Regions from separate parts of the Zea mays genome. Here region 1 is linked to region 2. Evidence: chromatin contacts called from public Hi-C data. All regions are on one chromosome and are shown on one strand. The core of a region is the stretch at or near the end of the contact, and the rest is flanking DNA. Distances in the headings are between cores, read along the strand shown. Region 1 has its middle 96 kb from the start of LOC100285248. Region 2 holds the start of LOC100285248.

Region 1 (6,279 bases), core at 3,105-5,604, 94 kb before region 2:
GCCGCGCTGCGGAGGAAGGAGTACCATGTCGTAGCTGCCGTCGAGGGACACAAACTCGAGACTCCCGAAACGGACCAGCGTCCCGGGCTGAAGAGGTTGCTGGAGACTACCCATCTGGAACTCGACGGGAAGTTGTTCGTCAACACGCAGTAGGCCCCTACCTGGCGCGCCAACTGTCGGCGTTTTGACCCCGGGGGGTCCCTGGACCGACGAGTAAAATTGTCGCTGCGTGCCCCAGCCCAGATGGGTTAGCGCGAGATGGAACACAAATGGGGGAAAACCGCGGCTCGTGTTATCCTGCGCCAGATTAGGTGCGCTTGCAGTAGGGGTTACAAGCGTTCGCGAGGGAGAGAGGGAGTCCCGCGCGACCACCCTCCATATGAGGGCCCTGGCCCTTCCTTTTATACATGCAAGGAGAGGGTCCAGGTGTACAATGGGGGTGTAGCAATATGCTAACGTGTCCGGCAGAGAGGAGCCAGAGCCCTATGTACATGCCAACGTGGCTGTCGGAGAGGTGCTAGAGCCTTGTGTCCGCGGTGTCGTGGCCATCGGAGGAGCGTTTGAGCCCTGTAGAAGCACAACTGTCGGGGTTGTTGGGACCTTGCTGACGTCTCCTTGCTTCCGTAAGGGGCTGAGAGCCACCGTCGTCATGGACGCACGCGGGGAGCCATCATTACTTGTTACCGGGGCGAGCCTGGATGGGACGCCGGTCTTGTTCCCCCGTAGCCTGAGCTAGCTATGGGTAGGGTAATGATGTACCCCCTGCGGCGTGGTCGGTCCGAGCCCAAGGCCGGACGAGGCGGAGACTCCTCCTGATGCCGAGGCCGGGGTCGGGCGAGGACGCGATTCCTCCCGAGGTTGAGGTTGAGGGTGGGCCCTAGGGTCGGGCGAGGCAGAGACCACCTTCCGAGGCCGAGGCGGGGGCTGAGCCCTGGGGTCGGGCGAGGCGAAGACTTCCTCCTGAGGCCGGACTCAGCTGCTGTCAGCCTTACCCTGGCGGGTGGCACAGCAGTCGGAGAGGGGCGAGTGGCGCTGTTTTCCTGTCAGGTCAGTCAGTGGGAGGGCGAGGTGACTGCGGTCACTTCGACCTTGCCGACTGAGGCACGCGTGTCAGGATAAGGCGCCAGGCGATCCTTGCATTGAATGCGCCTGCGATATGGTCGGTTTGGTGAGGTGATTTGGCCAAGGTTGCTTCACAACGAAGCCTGCCCGAGCTAGGCTTCGGGCGAGTCGAGGGTGCGCCCGTTGCTGAGGAGGCCCTCGGGCGAGGCGTGAATTCGCCTGGGACTACTGTTCTCGCCCGAGGCTGGGCTCGGGCGAGGCGAGATTGCGTCCCTTAAGTAGACGAAGCCTTAACCTGAATTGCGCCCATCAGTCTCTGCAGTTTGCGCTGATGGTGATTACCAGCCGAGTTTAGGAGTGTTGGGGGTACCCCTAATTATGGTACCCGACATTAAAGTTGACAATTATGTTCACCAAATATATTTTAGCTTTTCTAAAACCCATTACTCATAGCAGATTTATCACAGCTAACAGCTAGAATCAGATTTTCATAATCTACAACTCAACCAAACAGACCCTAAGTAGCTCTTGAGCCAACTGATGACCGGATGTACTCTAGTGTGACTAGAAAACACAACGTAACACTCAAACCAATAGAATAGCCAACACACACATAAAACATTTACTCGAAAAATGATTGTTGCTCTCAACCTCAATAAAGGTGATGAAAGAGCACACACAAATAATCTAAACCAACCGGTGATCTAATGATTTGAAAAGGTTTATAGACAAATTAGAAACTCATCAGAACAAACGGATCAAAGTTTAGACACCCGAAACTCAAAAGGCACTCAAAACACAAATTATACAAACAAAGGCAGTATGTCTAGGGTGAAGGGTTGGCCTAGCTAGATTTGGCGTTTCTAGGCAGGTACAAAGTTGGCCTAGCTGGGTTGTAGGGTCGACTCAACCGAGAATTCGACCTGGCTGAGATTGAAGAGTGACCTAGGTTGGTTTGACCTATTTAACTCCCAATTTTTCCTCCAAAAGTACAAAATGCCTCAATTGAACTCAAATAAAGATGAAATTTTGTACAAAGGTTAACAAGGGAGTTAGGAATATTATACGAGAAGATCAAGCCCAAAATCTAAATTACACTCTAGAGATCTTAAAAGTCCCACAAACTAAATAGGGATTTTCTCAACCCTTCTCAAAATTCCGCCAAATCGTACATGTGATTAATTTGACTAAATAGGTTGGTAAATATGTTCCTCTGGGGTCCTAGCACGTATTTAGCCACCCCGATCAGCCTTAAATCTTTAGAAATATAAAATTAGCCCAAAACAAGGATTTAATAGAGGAAAAAACAAAACCAAAATCAATGTAAGCACAATAGCGCATTATCTATATTAGGAGCTAATAAAAGTCAAGAGATCAAAATTGTGCACTGACAGTTTGAAGGTAGCATTGGAAAGAACTTGCTTTTCATTTCATAAGACAAAGATGGCTTCATGAATTTCATGGGAAAGGTTGCTTTGATTTAACTCTAGTAGATGTTACCACTTTGCTAGAGTTTACACAAATGATAGAATTACTAATTTTAGATATGTACATGTGGATCTCACTCAATAGTCTAGGGAAAGAGGGAACCTAACAAGAATAAAAGAAATGATACGCTAAAGAGATAATGCTGGTTAGATCAACTTCTTGCTTATTTATAGGGATATTACACACTCCTAGCTTATCTCTAGGTAATCAGAGTCGAACCACTTAACCTTGGGGGCATTATGGTCTAACTCAAGATCAATAGATCTAACGACTTTGTTTGGCATTGACACAAGCTTCACAATGATGCCTCCCATTCCCATAAAAACACCACCTGGATTTTGAGGCCGAAAACTAAGAGTCATTTGTCCAGTGGTTTCAAAGCCCAAATCACTCTAGAGTAGTGTATCCTCTATGCTTTCTTTGTGATCTTGACGTTTTTCACCATCAACCCTCAACCGTCTGATCACCAAGTCCTCTGGCACCTCCATTTGACTTGATTGACTACTACCTTGACTTGATCAACTCAGTCTTACTTATCAACGACTCCAGCTGTCAGTCACCTACAGCCAGTCCTACAAATTCTCTAGTCCCTAATCCATGCCTCGACGTTCGTACTTCACCGCTCTTAGTCCATCGTTACAAACCTGTTTGACCTTTATCTTCACCGTCGACCACCGTCTCTGCTCCACACATATGCACCACAAGTCAAGAGACAAATCGTATATAACACCACGTTCATGCTAAATTAGCCAACACCAAACCAAAGCTGATTATCTTGTTGACAAACACTCGTCGTACTTAGATATTGTGGTCATGTATCAACCACGTGTTCACAGGTTCGTCGCTGATATTTGTCATATTATATATTGTACTGTTTGTGTCCATTTGAGTGGTTGTATGCAGTGAGTACTAAAGTCTATGGGTACCATTAGGATTATACGATCGATAATGTTTCTAGGATTACTAGTGATATGATCTTGCCCTGAAGTCTCAGGCAATAATGTCATAGTGTACCGTTCCATTCCATCAGTGACCAATAATGTTGAACAGATTCACGCTTACATCCCCGGCCGTCTTTTTTGCATATCCCAGTGGACAATGCTTGCATCATCTGCTACGTCTCCATCAGTTGTTGCGAAATCGGCACAATGAGCAGGATCAACTATAGCCGTTAGCGCGATGATGTGATACTTTCACGCGAGAGCTCACTTGGACAGGCTTCTCATCTCATCACCCTAAAAGCCTAATCTAGCACAGTTCAAATGAATAAAGCCTAATTTCTTTGTAGCTTTTGGCAGTGCTCGCCAACAACAGCAACTCATCAGCAACCTGAATGATATCTGTATCTGACACTTGAAAGAAAGCCCAGACAGGAGAGCCTTTCCTTTCTGAAAGCAAACAAAGCAATATCCTCCTAGGATACTCTTATCCTTTCTACCTTTATATATCGCCTTTTCCTGATTATTGGCGCATTGTGATCTGAACTAATATATTGCCGTTTACTATGTTGTGTTCACTCTGGTTTTTATTTTCTCATGTTCTCGAGTGATCAGGATTCTTTGAGGGATATACTCATGGGTGCCAAAAATCCAAAGCTGGACGTTGAGGTCACTCATACATAGAGTTCCAAGACAGCAAGAGTACAAAAAAATCAGATGAATCCCATCCTGAGCTAACAGTGCTTGTGCCATATACTTGGATATTACACTGATAAGATGGACGTAGAGAAGACAGCACTGAGATGGAATAGAAAGGGTAGCTGGTGAGCAGTCAGGCAAGACACAAGGCCCATGGGCGTCCATGATCACCTCATATCATCTAAGACAATCTTGTCGGGTTCTTCTTAGAGTTATCATGTGTGGTGCAACTACTATACTAGGCTTTTGGGCTTCTCATGCACCAGCTGGACGTGTCCTGACCCATCACATTATGAGATCACCTCATATCATCCATGCTCTTGCGCTACAAGATTATTAGTAACATAGGCATTAGACGTTCTTGTTTAATTTAGTACCTACAACAAAATAAGTTTATTTACCTACGTTTGCTCCATCTCTTCGTTTGATTTATTTGTAGTATACAATGGATACTTTGTAATGTCTTGTGATAAACTTACGACTTACTTTATACCTTTTCCCATCCATATTATCTTTCTGTGGCGCGCGCACAGTTACTTGTCTTCATTATGTATTCAATTAAACCTTAGCTAAAGTTATAGTATTTTTATCCATATTTTTAGTTAAACTACTCTAGTACGTATTTCTAAATTTTGCTCGTAGTTAACCCCATAATGGCATAAATAGCCGCAATACTCTAGATGTTAAATTTTCTCTATCAAAACACTTTTATGTGTATTATTATTTTTATTTGGGAAAATAGAGAGCTTATATTAAAACTACCCACTACACATATATATTTGTTAAATATCTCATTCGCTTGCATAGTTATTGCCGTTTACTTTAACTATTGATATAGTTTAAAATGAATTGTGAGTGTCGATGGTCATTACTGCTCTTCATTTTTGGCTAGCAAGCTAGGATAGAGGACAATTATAGTTGGAGATCTAATAAAAAAACTAATGGAAGGTAATTTTTTCATCAAAATCTATATAAGAGAAACTTTGTGTTTTTTTCAGGGACTTTTGGAGTTGCTCTTAACATCACAAAAAATGTAACCAACCGAGAAGGAACTTAGCTAGTATTTGCTAGCCTTGATAAACTGGTAATGGCAGTGGGAACGAAAATGGATTGTGGGAGGAATCGATGGTGGGAGTGGGACCACTTGTCATACTTTGATTGGTTGGATAAAGTAACGACACGTGCGATTGAGGGGGTGTTTGAATGCACTAGAACTTATAGTCACTAGTACACAGAAGCTCTATAGTGGCGGTTCTAAACCTATTTACACTGGCGTTTTTCAGTTCCGCCAGTGCTAGGGGCCAGTGAAAATCAGCATTTCCACTGGCGGTTATTTTGGAACCGCTAGTGGAAAGTGCATTTTCACTGGCGGTTTTCGTAAGGAAACCGCCAGTGATAATAGAATTTCCACTGGCGGTTTGCTTTATAAAACCGCCAGTGGAAATGCACTTTTCACTGGCGGTTTGCTTTATAAAACCGCCAGTGGAAATGCACTTTTCACTGGCGGTTTTCTTTATTTAGCCGCCAGTGTAAGTTTTCCCGTCTTTTTTCAAAATTTCAAACAATACTGAATTATATATATATTTATTTACACACACACAAACATATATATATATATAGATCTATATTGATATTGAAAACAACATGGAATTAAATTCTATCATTCATTTATATACATCAAAGTATTCTGTTTACAACCATATATGCTTCATGCATTCTATACATCAAAAGTTTTCACCTAAGTTCTAATAACTATCTCGGCTAAGAGATAATCTACTAATTTCTGTTAGTATTCTAAACTCTGGCAAAGCTAATGTTCCGGAAGCATCGTGATATTTTCCTTCTGCGGGAATGACCTCTTTCAATATGAATGTGCAGAGGTCCTCGACTATGCCATACAATGCAGCTTCGGTCAAGTTCTCCGGGTTTCCTCGTTGAAATTGCTGTAAAGGAATTTTATAAACATCATCTATTTATACTCAATAATAACACATTTGCATCTTTAATGACATAAATACATACTTGACTATTACTAATAATACCTTGTCAGGGTTCGTGATGTATCGTCCGTTCACTCTCATGAACTCGCACG
Region 2 (5,787 bases), core at 2,913-5,412:
TAGGTGTTTCCATTGACATGCCGTCCCTAATTGTTGTTGATGGAAAGGTCTGCTGGGATCTGTATATTGATGGGCTTGTGAGTTTTGATGGCTACAACGATACTAAGTTGGATCTCTTCTGATTTGTACTTAGGCAAACTTCATCATATCATCGAGGCAAATAAATGGTCAAGATTACAACATTGATAGTTTTCTCTCTTATCGAATTGCCACTCTCTGTATGTATCAAAACAAGACTCAACACATGTTCTTAATGGACTGAAGTTGGAAGTTGTATTATGCTTAAGCATTGCAGATCACTTACAACGTTTCGTGTTCTGTAACTGCCAAGCTGACTGTCGGTATAGAAGGTGGACAAGGTTCATGTTGCATATATATATTATCTCTCTTATTTATTGCGGCCTTGTGAACCACAATGTTAATACTGTTTGTGACCCATCTCTAGGTTTAACCACAGAAGTCCTAAATCTGCCTATTGTGGTTCCGTAAATTAGCAGCTACCACAGGAGTCTCACTTGGAGCAGGTCCATGGGATGCTCTGTACGGGGGGGGGGATATACCAATGTTTAGCTGGGCTCGGTCTTCTCTGACAACAAGTGTGCTCCCAGTTCTCAAGGTGCCAAAGTTGTTCAACTCAGCTCCCCGTGGAGGATCTCGATTCGCTCATCTCTATCTCATACCCTAGAGGACCACAACAACATGATGGAGCATTACAAGAAGCTGACCGTCGTCATACCCATTTTCTTTCTTGTGATGAGTATTGGGCATCATCATATGATTCATATAATTGACATGCAACTAGAACCCATTGCTGCTGAATAATCATATTTCAATGTGTACGGTTATGATTTATCTCTTCTCTTCAAATAATGTGAGATATTGAGGTGGATGATAAATTATGTGTTATTTATCTCCATGTAATAGTTATACACTAACATTTTAATAATGAGAGCATGTAACAATAAAAATTCTTTTACATCTCGATGTATGTTATCATTACATATTGACTCCGTAGCAAGACACAGACATACACCTAGTAATTTGATTATTTCGATGGATATTTGGGAGAGAGTTTGGGCCAACTCTAGTAAGGGAGTCTATATGGATGTGCAAAATACTATTTTGCACTGTAGATACACTGTTTGCAGAGTGGAATTTGAAATGAGGAGTGAGAAAGGGTCCAGATTTATAGCCAAAGCGTTAATTATTTTAGGATAAAGAGATCAATTATTTGAAAGTGGTGTTTAGTTGAGCTTCTAAAAAGTGTTTGTACTATCTAGAAGCATGACACTAATTAAATAAAATGTTTATGCATAGTATAATTTGTATAGCATCTTGAAATTTTCTTTTAGTTTTTGGTTTTTAGCTTGTTCCAAATAAGTGGAAATATAGATAGTTTCATATCTATTTTAAAGTACATAAATAGAGAATATGCCTATTTGGTCCCAAGAGCAACTTCGGTAGTTCTCTAAAAGACTCACTAAATCAGTAATTTATGTAGTTAACCTAAAAACTCTTCTTTAATAGCTCTCTAAATTAACTTCTTAAATTTAGCCAGCTCTCATCTAACCTTATTTTCTCTCTACATTTGGCGACCATTTACCAACTCCTGAAACATAAAACCGGCGCATTTTTTTTTATTTTGATGCCTTTTCCCCATTCTGTAGCAAAGATAAATTAACAGAGTCCACACACCGCCTACCAGAGATGCACAATTATAGCAGCTAGTAAGTTAAAGATTAAACAATTGATAATGAAATAGCTGCACATGCACATGTCAGAAATAAATGAATAAACAATTGCGGCAACAAATTGAAAGACCAACACATCTCACCGATGCTGCTCTAACGCTAAACAAGCTTGCATGCCATACACTGATGGGGCAATACCCCAATGGCGAAGGCGACAGAACCCTTTTCACAAGTACTCTCCACAAAAAATCCCTTTGTGTTCCTCATCTGCTCTCAGGCTTCAATTCGGCTGTGCGCCACCCTCAGGCTTATAAATATCTAATGGTGTAGCCGCGTGTCCAGTATATACACCATATATATAAATATATTTATTGAAAGAATAAAAAATATCTAAAAATATTCAACATAGAAAACATATCGTGTTAATTTTCTTGTAGTTTGATCAAATGAATATGTAAATTTTAGATGACATACCCTATAGTAAAATTCTAGATGCGCCACTGTCATCACCATCAGTGATGGGAGGACAGGGTTCAAGGGTTTCTCGGTCCATACCGTTGTCACAACCTTCTATTAATGAAATACTGTGAGGGTGGTCTTATCCTCCTCGCCTGAGTTTTAGCTTGCATGCCATACATTAATTCATGCATGCCATACATTAGATTCATGTTAAGCCTCATTTGAATACTTTAAATTGAATTCCATTATAATAATCATAATTTAGACACACATCAATTAAGCTAATATAATTTATGTGGAAAATATTCATGTACCACTGTTGGCTTTACGAGATAGATATTTGTCTGCTACATTTCTATAGGTGAGCGAGCCGAAGAGCGTGTTATTATAGAGTGCAAACATAGTTTGGTGATACATAAAATCAATTTTCATTCATCACTCTATATATGTAAGATAGACTTATATCTAAATTTTAGAAAGTGATGAAATGTTAAATTCCAAACCAAATAGTCTATCCTATTAAGTAGATTCCAGTGATATAAAATAAAGGTATCCAAACTATCTTTTTTTGGTTGTGGTGTCTAGAATTATGTTTATCGTGAGCAGTACACATCTAAGGGCTAGTTTGAGAGTCACAAAACCGGAGGGGGTTGAAGGGGCTAAAAAACTAGCCGTAATAGGAGACAACTTACCTTAGTTTTTTTCACGGGTAATAATTGAGCCAAACCAACTCTAAAATTTTATAACTAGAGAATCAGCAAGTTAAAGACATTTATTTTAGAGTAAAGTACATTATCGGTTCCTAAATTTATAGTGATGTATCATTCCGGTCCTTAAACTATCAAAGTATATATCTAAATTCTAACCTTATGAAGTTGTATCATTCCGGTCTCTAAACTCTTAACATGCACATTTCGCTCCGTGCATTTGAGTCTCTAAATTTGTTTTTGGTGTCATCAATGGTCCAAATTATCTGAACATGTATGACATCAAAAAAAATTATAGACCCAGATGATACGACCTTAGAAGTATATGGACTAGAATGTGTATGTTGAGAGTTTAGAAAACGAGATGATACAACTTTATAAGTTTAGAAATCTAGATATACACTTTAAAAGTTTAGGTACCGAAATAATACAATGCTATAAGCTATATAAGTTTAATGACCGATAAGAGCATCTCCAAGAGTCTCTTTATTTTTTATTCTCTATTTGACTTTTTATTTGTCTTTTCATAAAGATTAAAATCTATCATTCGAACGGATTCTCTAACATACAAGTTAGCTTGACTAGCCAGAGTTGCTAGCTAAATTTGACTAGTGAGAAAGCTAATTTAGTGAGCCAGATAGGTCTACAAGTTAAATGACTAGTCTGTTGAAGACCTATTTTACTATTAAATAGCTAAAATTTAGCTTGACAAACTATTTAGCTATATCTTAGAGATGCTCGAACGTAATTTACTCTCTATTTACTTTAGCAACTCTTGCTGGTTTGTAGGCGGTCTTTTGCAACCTGGCCAAGCTTTAGGCCATGTTTGGTTTCTTTAGTCTAGGGACTAAAGTTTAGTTAGAGGACTAAAGTTTAGTCCCTAACATATTTAGTTCTAAGAGCTAAAAATAGTAAAAATATACTAAATGACTCATAAGAAGACTAAAATGGCATTTAATATTCTCCTGCTATTAGTACACTTGAACTAAATGAGGGGTAAATGTGAAATTAATATGGTTTAGTCTCTTTTAGCACATATGTGAAGGACTAAAGACTAAATCATTTTAGTCCATATTTTAGTCCTAGTGTTTAACAAAAAAAGAGACTAAATGGGACTAAAAACTAGAGACTAATCTTTAGTCCCTCTAACCAAACACCCCCTTAACTGTCAAATTTTACATAAATAAACTGCCAAATTCACAATAGAAATACCTCAAATAGAATGTTGTTTTCCTCAAGACATGGTCAGCCACTACCAAACACCTCACGAGGGAAACAAAACCAAAAAACAAAACAAAGCGCCTAAGGTCCCAAGAGTAGAGTTGGATCTCGCCTTCTCCCTGTCGTACCCAACGGCGTTTTCCCCTACATTGTCCTATCATGCTTGCCGGAGGATTCGAGCTACCGCGGCGGCAGCGGTGACGTATCGGTATCGGCGGCAGCGATGGCGGCGGCGGAGTGGGACAGCCGGAGCGTGGCGAGCCCCACCGGGGATTGGCCACCGGCGGCCGCCGCGTCCCCGATAAAGGGGAAGGCGGCACTGCCGGAGTCGGATGGAGGTGCCTCGGCGTCCGGCTCATCGGAGGCCAAGGTCGACGATGGCAACATCCAGGAGGCGGAGTCGTCGCTCCGCGAGGGTCTCTCCCTCAACTACGAGGTCTCGAAATCTCTTCGGCCCTGTAGCTCGTTCTTGGCTTGATCTGGGAATATGAATCCAGTTATTTGTGGCGCGGTTTGGGCAAAATGGTGTGGGAAGATGGAATCTTTTTTTGGGTGAATGCGAGTCCGTACGACGCTCTTTGTTGCACTTTGGGGGAGATCGGGATGTGGCGAAATTTTGCGCTCCAAAACTACACGCTCTCAAAAAATGGTGTTTTTATGTTTGGTTTCTTTCATTTCATCTGGAAGGGGCTACTTCTGGGAGATCGACGAAGCTCTTTTCATGGGTTATGGTGACCATCCTAATGGGAATGTTTTTCAGAACGTCGAGTGGATTGGTCTAGTTGAGCACCATTTTTGGTGTTGCGATCCTGAATTTGTACTGGGAGAGATTGGACTTTCGTGAAGATGCATTCATCTGGTAAATGGTGGGAATAATTATTGCATACAATCAAAATTTCTATTTTTTGTGGAGAGTTCCAATATTAAAAACAAAGTAATATATAAGTTGTTGTGTTGTTCATATACATAATTGTCAGAATTCAAGTGAGGATAAGTTTGTAAATGATCTTTCTTTTTGCTAAGTTATGTGGGCAATGGTCTACAACAATAACAACAACAAAGCCTTTTACTCCCAAGCAAGTTAGGGCTACCTAGAATTGAAACCCAACAGAAGCCCATGTGAGCAATGGGCTAATCATTTGAATTATGATTACTGTTTAATTCGAGGGTAATGTTATTGTGTCAATTTGTGGCTCACTGTGTAACTATGAGATCATGATTCAGTCACTGAGTTCTGGCTATGTGGTGCTGTCTTGTGAACTTGGCATTGGGAGATAGCATATGTGTCTGTTGGTTTAGCTGTAGGATTGATTCACCAGTGGCTTGTGATTTTATTTGGTGTTAGAATCTACATGTCATTCTAGAACTAGCAAGGGTGGTGCTGTTTTTGGAGTTCAAATCAGATAGTATTATAGTAAGGTGATTTTTTTGTTGAATTTAGAAATAATTTGCACTATCTACAAATGAGAATTGAACACGGAAAATAATAGCTCTTTGTTTGGTTGGATAGTGGCATGATCTTATGTTGATGTTTCTTGTGGCAACAGACAAAAGGATGACCATTCCTCTTGTTTTCTATTGTTCTCAAAAACCGTAATGTAAAGATAAGTGTGCACATTCAATTTTGATGCTGTAGTTTTATTGTTTTATGCTGGAATTTCAAAGCATCGTGGGATGATTATTTTTTGTTTAGTTCAAGTTGGTACTGT

What was found. A called contact is a pair of places that touch in the nucleus more often than the background predicts.
Region 1: a contact with region 2 is called in a Hi-C map of ear, with 2.4 times the contacts expected there. The contact joins the enhancer-like site here to the promoter of LOC100285248 in region 2. A contact is called at or near these places in 2 of 25 Hi-C or Micro-C datasets (ear and leaf).

Annotation. Positions count from the first base shown.
Region 1 is chr1:152,953,591-152,959,869 of Zm-B73-REFERENCE-NAM-5.0, reverse strand. No RefSeq gene overlaps it. Among protein-coding and RNA genes, the nearest start is that of LOC100285248, 96 kb to the right of the region's middle. Within about 2 kb of position 4,354, at least 8 of the 20 cell types and tissues checked have an H3K27ac peak or open chromatin away from gene starts, as enhancers often do. A contact at or near this core is called in ear, where this site is marked.
Region 2 is chr1:152,859,605-152,865,391 of Zm-B73-REFERENCE-NAM-5.0, reverse strand. It overlaps LOC100285248, which reads left to right and starts at 4,162. Exons shown (of 5, transcript NM_001158142.2): 1 at 4,162-4,514. The coding sequence starts at 4,302.